2 separate regions of the Mus musculus genome follow, and region 2 is linked to region 1. The links are chromatin contacts, called in public Micro-C maps. All regions are on one chromosome and are shown on one strand. Each heading gives the region's core, a stretch centred on a gene start, on an enhancer-like site or on the middle of the called end of the contact. The rest is flanking DNA. Distances are from core to core; before and after follow the strand shown. Region 1 overlaps Shisa6 (shisa family member 6). Region 2 holds the start of Shisa6 (shisa family member 6).

Evidence for each region. Hi-C and Micro-C count contacts between places; a contact is called where the count stands out from the background.
Region 2: a contact with region 1 is called in a Micro-C map of granulosa cells, with 2.1 times the contacts expected there. The contact joins the promoter of Shisa6 here to the enhancer-like site in region 1. A contact is called at or near these places in 2 of 484 Hi-C or Micro-C datasets (granulosa cells and ventricular fibroblasts), 1 of 115 datasets of contacts at active chromatin or transcription factors (embryonic fibroblasts) and 1 of 9 other capture datasets (liver).

The regions. Positions count from the first base shown.
Region 1 is chr11:66,346,656-66,350,969 of GRCm38.p6, forward strand. The region is part of intron 2 of Shisa6 (shisa family member 6); the gene reads right to left. Among named protein-coding and RNA genes, the nearest start is that of Gm45945, 75 kb to the left of the region's middle. Within about 2 kb of position 1,991, at least 1 of the 459 cell types and tissues checked has an H3K27ac peak or open chromatin away from gene starts, as enhancers often do. A contact at or near this core is called in granulosa cells, where this site is marked.
Region 2 is chr11:66,523,879-66,528,192 of GRCm38.p6, forward strand. It overlaps Shisa6 (shisa family member 6), which reads right to left and starts at 2,248. Exons shown (of 5, transcript NM_001034874.3): 1 at 1,431-2,248. The coding sequence starts at 2,086.

The sequences.
Region 1 (4,314 bases), core at 741-3,240:
GACTTCATAAGTATAATTTCTCTTACATGCTAAAAGACAAATTCTGACAACAAAATTACTATTTCTCTCAGTCTTACATTGTTTCTCTCCTCACTTCCTCAATTGTCCCCCAGCCTTAGGATATATATATATATATATATATATATATATATATATATATATGTATATATATATGTATATATATATATATATATACACACACACACATACATACACACACACAAACACACACGCATATATTGTGAACAGATGAACAGATGTTTTCTTGTTGAGGAGTGAGGACTATGCTTGTCTGTGAGTATAATAATAAATGTGTATAATTTGTTGTTAGGGATTGTGCTGTTTTAGTAAAGAGATGGTGTTCAGTTCACCTCTAAGCTCCATGACTTCACTAGCCCTGTGTAGTTGGATAGGTTTCTAGTATGAGGTATAATTTCCTTTGTTCTGAATGAAAACTAAGTCAAATTAGAGAGCTGTTGGTTACTGTCAAGGTATGTGTACCACTACTTCACCCTAGGGTTATGGTGTCTTCCCAGTTGTTGTAATTTGTAAGAATTATAGCTAAGCAGTCTGCTGCTTCCCTCCTCTGGAATCTTTCATGAAGCCCCTGATGCCAGGAAAGCTTTAGGTAAGCTCCAGTTCAGGGGACTCAGGACCCTGTGTCTGAAGTGCATGTTTGTATTCACTAATAGGGACTTAACTCCCACTTCTGGGGATGGGGGGAAGGAGCAACCAAAGGCAATAGCTATAGCCTATAATGTTTTGGGAGTATCTTGTACAACCCTGAAAAAGGATGCAAAAGAAGGCCTCTCATTGCCTAGTATTGGGGTTTTTCTTAGATAATATATAGCTCTTGGTGGAGCACTGTCATCCTAAATAGGGAATTTTCATTTAAACTATGTGTGTATATTATATATACAGACTTACACAAATTATAGGTATTTTAGGGATGTAATTAATAATCTGATACATTATGACTTTGTCAGGCATGCTTATTGTTATTTTACCCTCCTCCTACCTTCTGTATATATCTCCCTCTTCTGAATTACCCTCCCGTTTTTCTCATTTCTCCTCCATTTTTATTGTCTCTTTTACTCGGTTGTTTAAAAATGCACCGAGTGTCTATCTTCAGGCTTTTGCCTGTGGAGAGCCAGGTGGCTATGAATCATACACTATAGTCTGTCCCATCATTAGAAAGAAGATAAGGACCAGTTGACCTCTCTTTATTCCCTATTGTCCCATTTATGACCCTTCTAGTAGATGGTTCCTCCCTACATTGTAATCCTTTCTCTACTTGCTGGAAAGTGACTTTTCCTACGCCATCATCTGCCTATTCACTATACTGACACACTGGCCACAATCCTGCTATTTAGTGTTTCAGGATTGATCCTGAACTGTGCCCAAGGGAACACAAACAATACCTAGGGCCCAGGATGATGATTAAGGAGGAAATAGAGAGAGATCAAGGCAAAAAGCACGTTAGTAGAAGTCTCAGCTTTCTTTAATATCACTCATGCTTTATCTCAAAAATTAAAACCAAAGCTTGATTCATTTTAAAAAGGAAATCATATTTTGTATCTCATACTGTGAAATAACTGTGGTCTTTGAAGGACAAATTCCATCTTTATCTCGTGGCTTCTCTATATCTATTCTCTCAAGGAGCCCAGACCAGCCTATTCTCTATAGTAAGAAGTCAGCTGTTACTTTAACACCTACAACATGTTAATAATTGAACTAGACACTTCGCTCTCATAGGTCATATAACTTTCATTACAGCCCATGTCTTATTATTTGTTCCTTATTAAAGATGGAAAAAAATAAAATTTGGAGACTTAAAATCATTTTTCCCAAGGCCTCAGAACTGATGAAGTGGAAATGATACTTAAGCTCAGCACTGAAGATCTTCAAAGCTCATTTCTTACACAACGACTTGCTGTTAATAAGCAGCAGCCGCAGATACACACTCTTTTTCTTATCTTCTTCAAATATCCTTGAGGGAAAAGGAAGCTGAAGCAAAATAATGTTCCCTTGCCAAAAGCAAAGCATAGCTTGGTTGGCATTCATTAATTAGAGAAAACGGAAGGGCCAGGCAGTGTCTTGGAGCTTGCTTTTTCTTAAGTCACTGTATCCTGGGGATCTTAGAGACCATTTGAACTCACCTGTGGGGTATACATACAGTGAACAAAATTCTGAGGCAATCTTTGATACTTGATAAAGTCATAGTTAAGATGCAGGTGATGTCCTTGCAAAATGAAGAGGCTCTTCAGCCAGCCTTTGGATGCCTATGTTGTCATCAGTAAATTAAAGGTGATTTTGAAAAGTCAAGAAACAAAAGCAGCAAAGTAACTCTAGCAGTGTTTTAAAAGATATGGAAAGCAGAGAATTATAAAGAAAGAGAGTAGGAGAGACTCATTGGGGTGAATTTGGTACCTGTCAGTGTTTAGGATCTTCCAAGGCATGTCTTGGATGGCACGTCTAAGATCAGGCTCATATATCAAAATCAGTGCATATTACTTGTACAAGTGTAGATTAGGTAGACCATTCCCTATATTTTTGTCATTTAGTTTATCTGAAATTTTCTAATGTGTTCATGGTTGATACTTTATGGCAAGGTCCAGGAGTCATCCTTTGACCTCCATGAACTCCAAAACTATTCACAGATCTAGCCTGGAAGATTAGATGGTTGGAGAATCCTGGACCTAATGGATGGATGGATTGGTGAGTGTTCACAGACCATAATTCCATGTCATCGCTTGGCACGGTTATAAGAGTTCAGTTTATCAGTGTGCCCTACTTTTATAAGTAGGGCCAAGTGAAACAATGTGTGTCTGGCTGTTCATTGCTTTGCTTCCAACTCCCTAGAATCCTTTCGACTCAGTACCCTTGGATCAAGGAGAAGAAACTAGCTGAAGATATGGTTATCAGCTTGCTCAATCATAATGCTGGTCCATCTGGGTGAAGTATCAGTGGTACCTAAGCCAGGGGGTGTTTCTGGAATTCAGGGCCTCTGTAATTTTACCTGTATGTTATTGGAAAGTGGTCCCCAGAACAGTTCTTCAACCAAACACAACCCATCATCTCACAGAAGCAACCACACAGAGACCCCCCAGTTACCCTGACACTCAGGGTTCCCCAACATTTAGTGACCTTCTGTTTTATTCTTATTCACATGAACCCACATCTAATTTCTCTCTTGAGAGGATAGTTACAACCACTGCTCTCTCCAGAAAAAAAAAGATCAGAAAGGCAAGTGAGGTACTGTCTGACCTAGTTAGGTATGTAACTTCTAAAATGCACACGGGCTCCTTCAAAGAGAAGAGCCAAGTTATTTCAGACACTGGAACTGTAATGACACAACGGTGCATGGATCTAATGAGTAATTTTATCAAATTAATTATTTCTGAAAGGATACATTTTTATGCTCAGAACAAAAAATTCACTCCAGCTTTTCTGTATTTTGATCTCTGTAGCCAATTTTAAATATCCCACTGTGTGGGTTCCACGGGCTCTCTAAGTCTCTTCAGCTGCCCCAGTCAGAACCAATAACATTCACATTTGCCCCAGTCTTCACAGCCTCCCAGTGTGTCTTCTCATCCTGAGTGATTAAAGTTAGTTGGATAAATTAGCTTTCAGTACTACTCAGCTATTAAAAAGAATGAATTTATGAAATTCCTAGCCAAATGGATGGACCTGGAGGGCATCATCCTGAGTGAGGTAACACATTCACAAAGGAACTCACACAATATGTACTCACTGATAAGTGGATATTAGCCCAAAACCTAAGATACCCAAGATATAAGATACAATTTCCTAAACACATGAAACTCAAGAAAAATGAAGACTGAAGTGTGAACACTATGCCCCTCCTTAGAAGTGGGAACAAAACACCCTTGGAAGGAGTTACAGAGACAAAGTTTGGAGCTGAGATAAAAGGATGGACCATGTAGACACTAGCATATCCGGGGATCCATCCCATAATCAGCTTCCAAATGCTGACACCATTGCATACACTAGCAAGATTATGCTGAAAGGACCCTGATATAGCTGTCTCTTGTCAGAGTATGCCTGGGCCTAGCAAACATAGAAGTGGATGCTCACAGTCGGCTATTGGATGGATCACATGGCCCCCAATGAAGGAGCTAGAGAAAGTACCAAAGAAGCTAAAGGGATCTGCAACCCTATAGGTGGAACAACATTATGAACTAACCAGTACCCCGGAGCTCTTGACTCTAGCTGCATATGCATTAAAAGATGGCCTAGTTGGCCATCACTGGAAAGAGAGGCCCATTGGACTTGCAAACTTTATATGCCCCA
Region 2 (4,314 bases), core at 998-3,497, 180 kb after region 1:
TAAAAAGTGGTGTCTTGCTCTTAGTTTGTTCACAGTGCCCATCTTCTACATAGCAAGGCATGGAGACCACAGACTGTTGCTCACAAGCCTAGTCCAGTTCAAAGGGATGCTGAGTAAGCCCATGCTGGGAATAGCTACAGGAAGACTGTGGTGGCAAGGTCAGGTAATGAAGGGTTAAGAAGGGATGTTCCCTCTAGAGTGCATCCAAGTCTAGTCCTTGACATCTCCTCTCAACACCCACCAGATCAGGGTGGGAGAGGCAGGCAGAATCAGCTCTTCCAGCATGCCTAGAAATTTCTGCCTGCCTTCCTCTTTTCAGCAAGGTAGGGGTGATTAATGTTCAGAGCAGTGACAGGAGGAGGTTTAAGCCACGGAGATAATAAGCAATGTGCAGATATGAGCTAAAAGGTGGAGGGACCAGGCCAGCCTTGGTGGGTCAACTCACAAGCAGTGGGCTGGGGGCTGGGCCTGGGAACTAGGGCAGTGCCCACTCTGTGTGCCAGAAATGGAAGTGTTTCCTGGGGCAGGGCTTTTCATTGGAACCACATCCAACCATTCATCTTCATGGGGACGCTGGAAGCACAGCTGATTTCGCATCCTCTGCCTGTGCAGTTCCGAAAGGAGAGGCTGGGCTCCTGTTGTCCCTTTGGCTTTGACTTTCCAATGATCTCCCTGGGGAGCCAGAGACACGGGTGGGAGGAAATCAGAGTGGGACTGTGACTATCAGGTTTTCAACTCCTGTTACACATTTTGGAAGGGGACAGTAGACACTGTCTTTACCATGTGTGCAGTACAAGATGGCCTGAACATTACAGAAGCATGAACTCAGGGAGGTCTGCCTTGGGAGAAGTCCTCCAGTCTCATCAGGAAAGACAAGCACCCCACTGGGAGACCTACCCTCTGTGCTCTGTCAACACGCAATGGGGAACATTCTTCCAGGCAGAGGCAATTGCCCTTTCCATACCATCCTGCACTTAACACCTGGGAACACCCCCAGCTCACACTAACCCGCTTGCTGTTCTTTTCAGTGAGGTGCCCACACTGCTCTGCTCTTTATATTAAAGTGGCACGCCAGTTTTTAAAATAAATTCAAAAACAAAAAAACAAAACAAAAAACCTAAGCATGGTACAGCCCATAGTAAAGTGTCCACGAACCATGAAATACAGCCTGGGGATTATTGGTGAGATTCTTATCCTTGAACATCAGGAACTCCGTAGACTGGTACTTTGTGTTGCCATTCTTTCTAAAACCAAAAGCACACCTAGCTGCTTCCTACGGAATGCGGGAGAGCCTACTGCTCCTAAAGGAAGCGACTGTGGAAGTGACTTAGAAGGGGAGAGGTAGTACGCGCGAAGAGGACAGGGCCAGGCCCGTTAAGGGGGGCGCGAGGCCTGGGAACCCAAGGCAGGCACCCAGTAGCGCCTCTCACCTGTGGATGTTCATCTCTCGCGGAGGGCGGTGGGCCTTGTCATAGGAGACCTTGGCGAAGACGCCCGCCACGATGACGAAGGCGATCACCCCGCAAGTGATGTAGACGGTGAAGTTGGTCTTGTCCTTCTCCGGGTCGTACTTGTTCTCGGGCCCCGGCGACACTACCTTGGTGCTGGGCGTCTGCACCCATACGGGGCTTTGGTAGTTGGTGCACTGGCGCTGGTCCAGCTTCTCGTGGCGCTTCTTGCAGCAGAAGCGATAGTAGCAGGTGCCGCAGCAGTACAGGTAGCCGCTCTCGCTGTTGTTGCACTCGAACTCCTTGTCGTACTGGCCGCTCACGTCGTAGTAGCCCCAGCACGTCTCGTAAGTAACAGTCGCGCTGGCCGCCGCCGCCGCCGCCGCTGCCGCTGCTGCGGACTGTCCCCGCCGGCTGCCCGCCTCCGGGACGCCGGACGCTCGGGCGGTGCTGTTTAGTTCGCGGCCGCCTCGGGCCAGGGCGCCCCCAGCACGCCGACCTCCGACGGCTCCCGCGTTCAGGGTCCGGTTCCCGGAGCGGCCGCGGGCGGCGTCTGCGCCGGGCGGCAGGTGCAGGGACGCGAGCGACAGCAGCAGCGACAGCAGCAGAGGCGGCAGCAGGAGGCGGCGCAGCGCCATGGCGGGGCCGGGCGGGAGGGCGCGGGCGGACGCGGGCTGCAGGCCGCTGCCCCGGCGGCTGGCCGGGCTCCGAGGGCGGCCGGGCGGGCTGGAAAGGCGAGACGGACCGGTCAGCGGCGGGGAGATGGCGCCATCGAGGCGCGGGCGGCGGCGGGAGCGCACGGAGCGGCGGGGCGCGGGCTGCGCGGGGCTCTCAGGCTGCGCGCCGGCTCCGCGCTCCCCCTGCGGGCTCCGCGCGCCTAGCGGGCAGCCCCATCCCCCGCCCGCGGCAGCGGCGGCTCCGCGCGACTCGGCTCAGGCCGGCCCCGAAGCGCGGCTCCCGGAGGCGGCGGCAGCGGCGGCGTGGTCCCGTCCGGGCAGGTCCTGCGGGACGAGACGGGGCAGCGGTCACGGGGTGCGGAGAGCGGCGAGCAGCCGGGCGGAGAAGGAGCGCTCAGCCCTCGAGGAGTGCGTCCCGACTGGGACAGTGGCCCGAGGACGCGTGGAGAACCCCTGGGGAAGCCACCGGGCCGCCGAGCCCGGGGACGGTGCTGCCGACTGAGGCTGGGGTCCGGCGGGCAGCCGGGGTGCGCGGCGGCTGCACCTCAGTCACTCACCATGCCGGGCTGCGACTGCAGCGGCGGCGGCGGCTAGGCGGGAGCGCAGCGACCGGAGCGAGTGAGCGGAGCCGGGAACCGCCTGCACTAGTGCCGGAGCGTGTGCGATAGGAGAGAGGGAGACACACGCACTCACACAGCCGCACACGCGGGAGCGCCGCGCGGGGAGGGCGGGGAGGGAGGCCAGCCGCTCGCCGCCGCCCACGTTTCCACGCCTGGGCGCCCGGTTGGGGGACGGCAGGACTTCTCTTTGCCTCTTCCTCTCCCTCCTCCCCACCCCCCGCCTCGAAGCTTCGCGTCACCAACGCCGGGACACCAGTTAAGCGACTAAGATGGCAAAGAGGGAGCTCACCCCCACTACCTTCACCCCGGAGCAAGGCCAGAGTGAGCCCTCTGGAGCCGGCCAGCGGCAGGGTTAAACCTACTCTGACATTGCCCTTCTAGCCCTCTGGTCAAGTATTTCTAACCCTCCCTCACTCCCCCGCTTTACTTCAGCCTGGTCTTTGCGCTACCAGAAAGCAAGTTGGGGTTTCTGCAAGCCTCTGCCTCTCCCTAGTGGTGATGTTCACAGCCAAGATAAGAGGTCAAGCCCATTGCTACAGGTTCCTACACTGAGGCCAGGGGTCAAGTGGCTGTTGGGCCACCTAGTGTGATGAACTTAGGCTCCTTTCTCCTCCATCGCTCGTGCAGGAGTGAGATAGCTCCAGCTCTGGGTGACACCTCGAATTCCCTCTTTCTCCAACTTTTTTTCTAGCATTGAGACGAGAGTTAAAAAATAAATAAAAAGAAATAAATAAATAAAACTACCTGGGTTTTAAAGATTTCTTTGGAAAGCCCTACATTCCTGTCGTTGCTGCTGGAGGAGACAGATTAGAGAGTCCCTTGTGACCAGAGTGAGACCAGGCTGGCTGAAAGGAGACCCACGAGTCTGGCTTTCTAAGCTATGTGGCCACCCCAAGGGGGAGTCAGAGTCTTAGTTTGCTGTGTGTTGTGTGGAGAAGGTGGGAGACCCGAGAAGAGGAGCAACAGCCAGCCCCAGACCGTAGTCCTGAGAACTTTGGTGGGAGACAGAGGCAGGCTGTTAGAATGATAGTAACAGAGAATTTCCCTGAAGTGGTCTACTCAGTCCTGCTCACGATGTGCCTCAAACAAACTCTCAGCATTCAGGGAGTCTGGTGTTAAATGGATGGACTGAATTGGAGCTGAAACCCAGAACCCACGGCACAGAGGGACATTTTTACCTGAGATGGGAAGAGGGGGACTTCTCTGGCCGACCGTTCTAGAAACTCTCCGTGTGCTGCTCATTCTCTATCCCCTCCTCCTTCCTCTTCTTCCTCGGCACTTCCTCCGATTTCCTCGGCTTCGTCTCTTAATGGCTCTGTTAACAATCGTTTTTAGTGCCAATCCTGCCAAGCACACTGGTAAGTGCTAAGATAAGGAATGACAGTCCCTTCTCTCAGGAGTTCCTTTACAGAGGAGACAGTCAAATGACTTCTGCGTGGCATGTTTGTGTCATGACCGAGATGGGCACAGCCTATTCTGCGAGCAGGATACAGGCTTCTAGCATCACCCACGAGGGGAGCAGTGAGGGTCAAATACAGTTCTTGGGGTGCTAATGAAATGCCTGGTGAA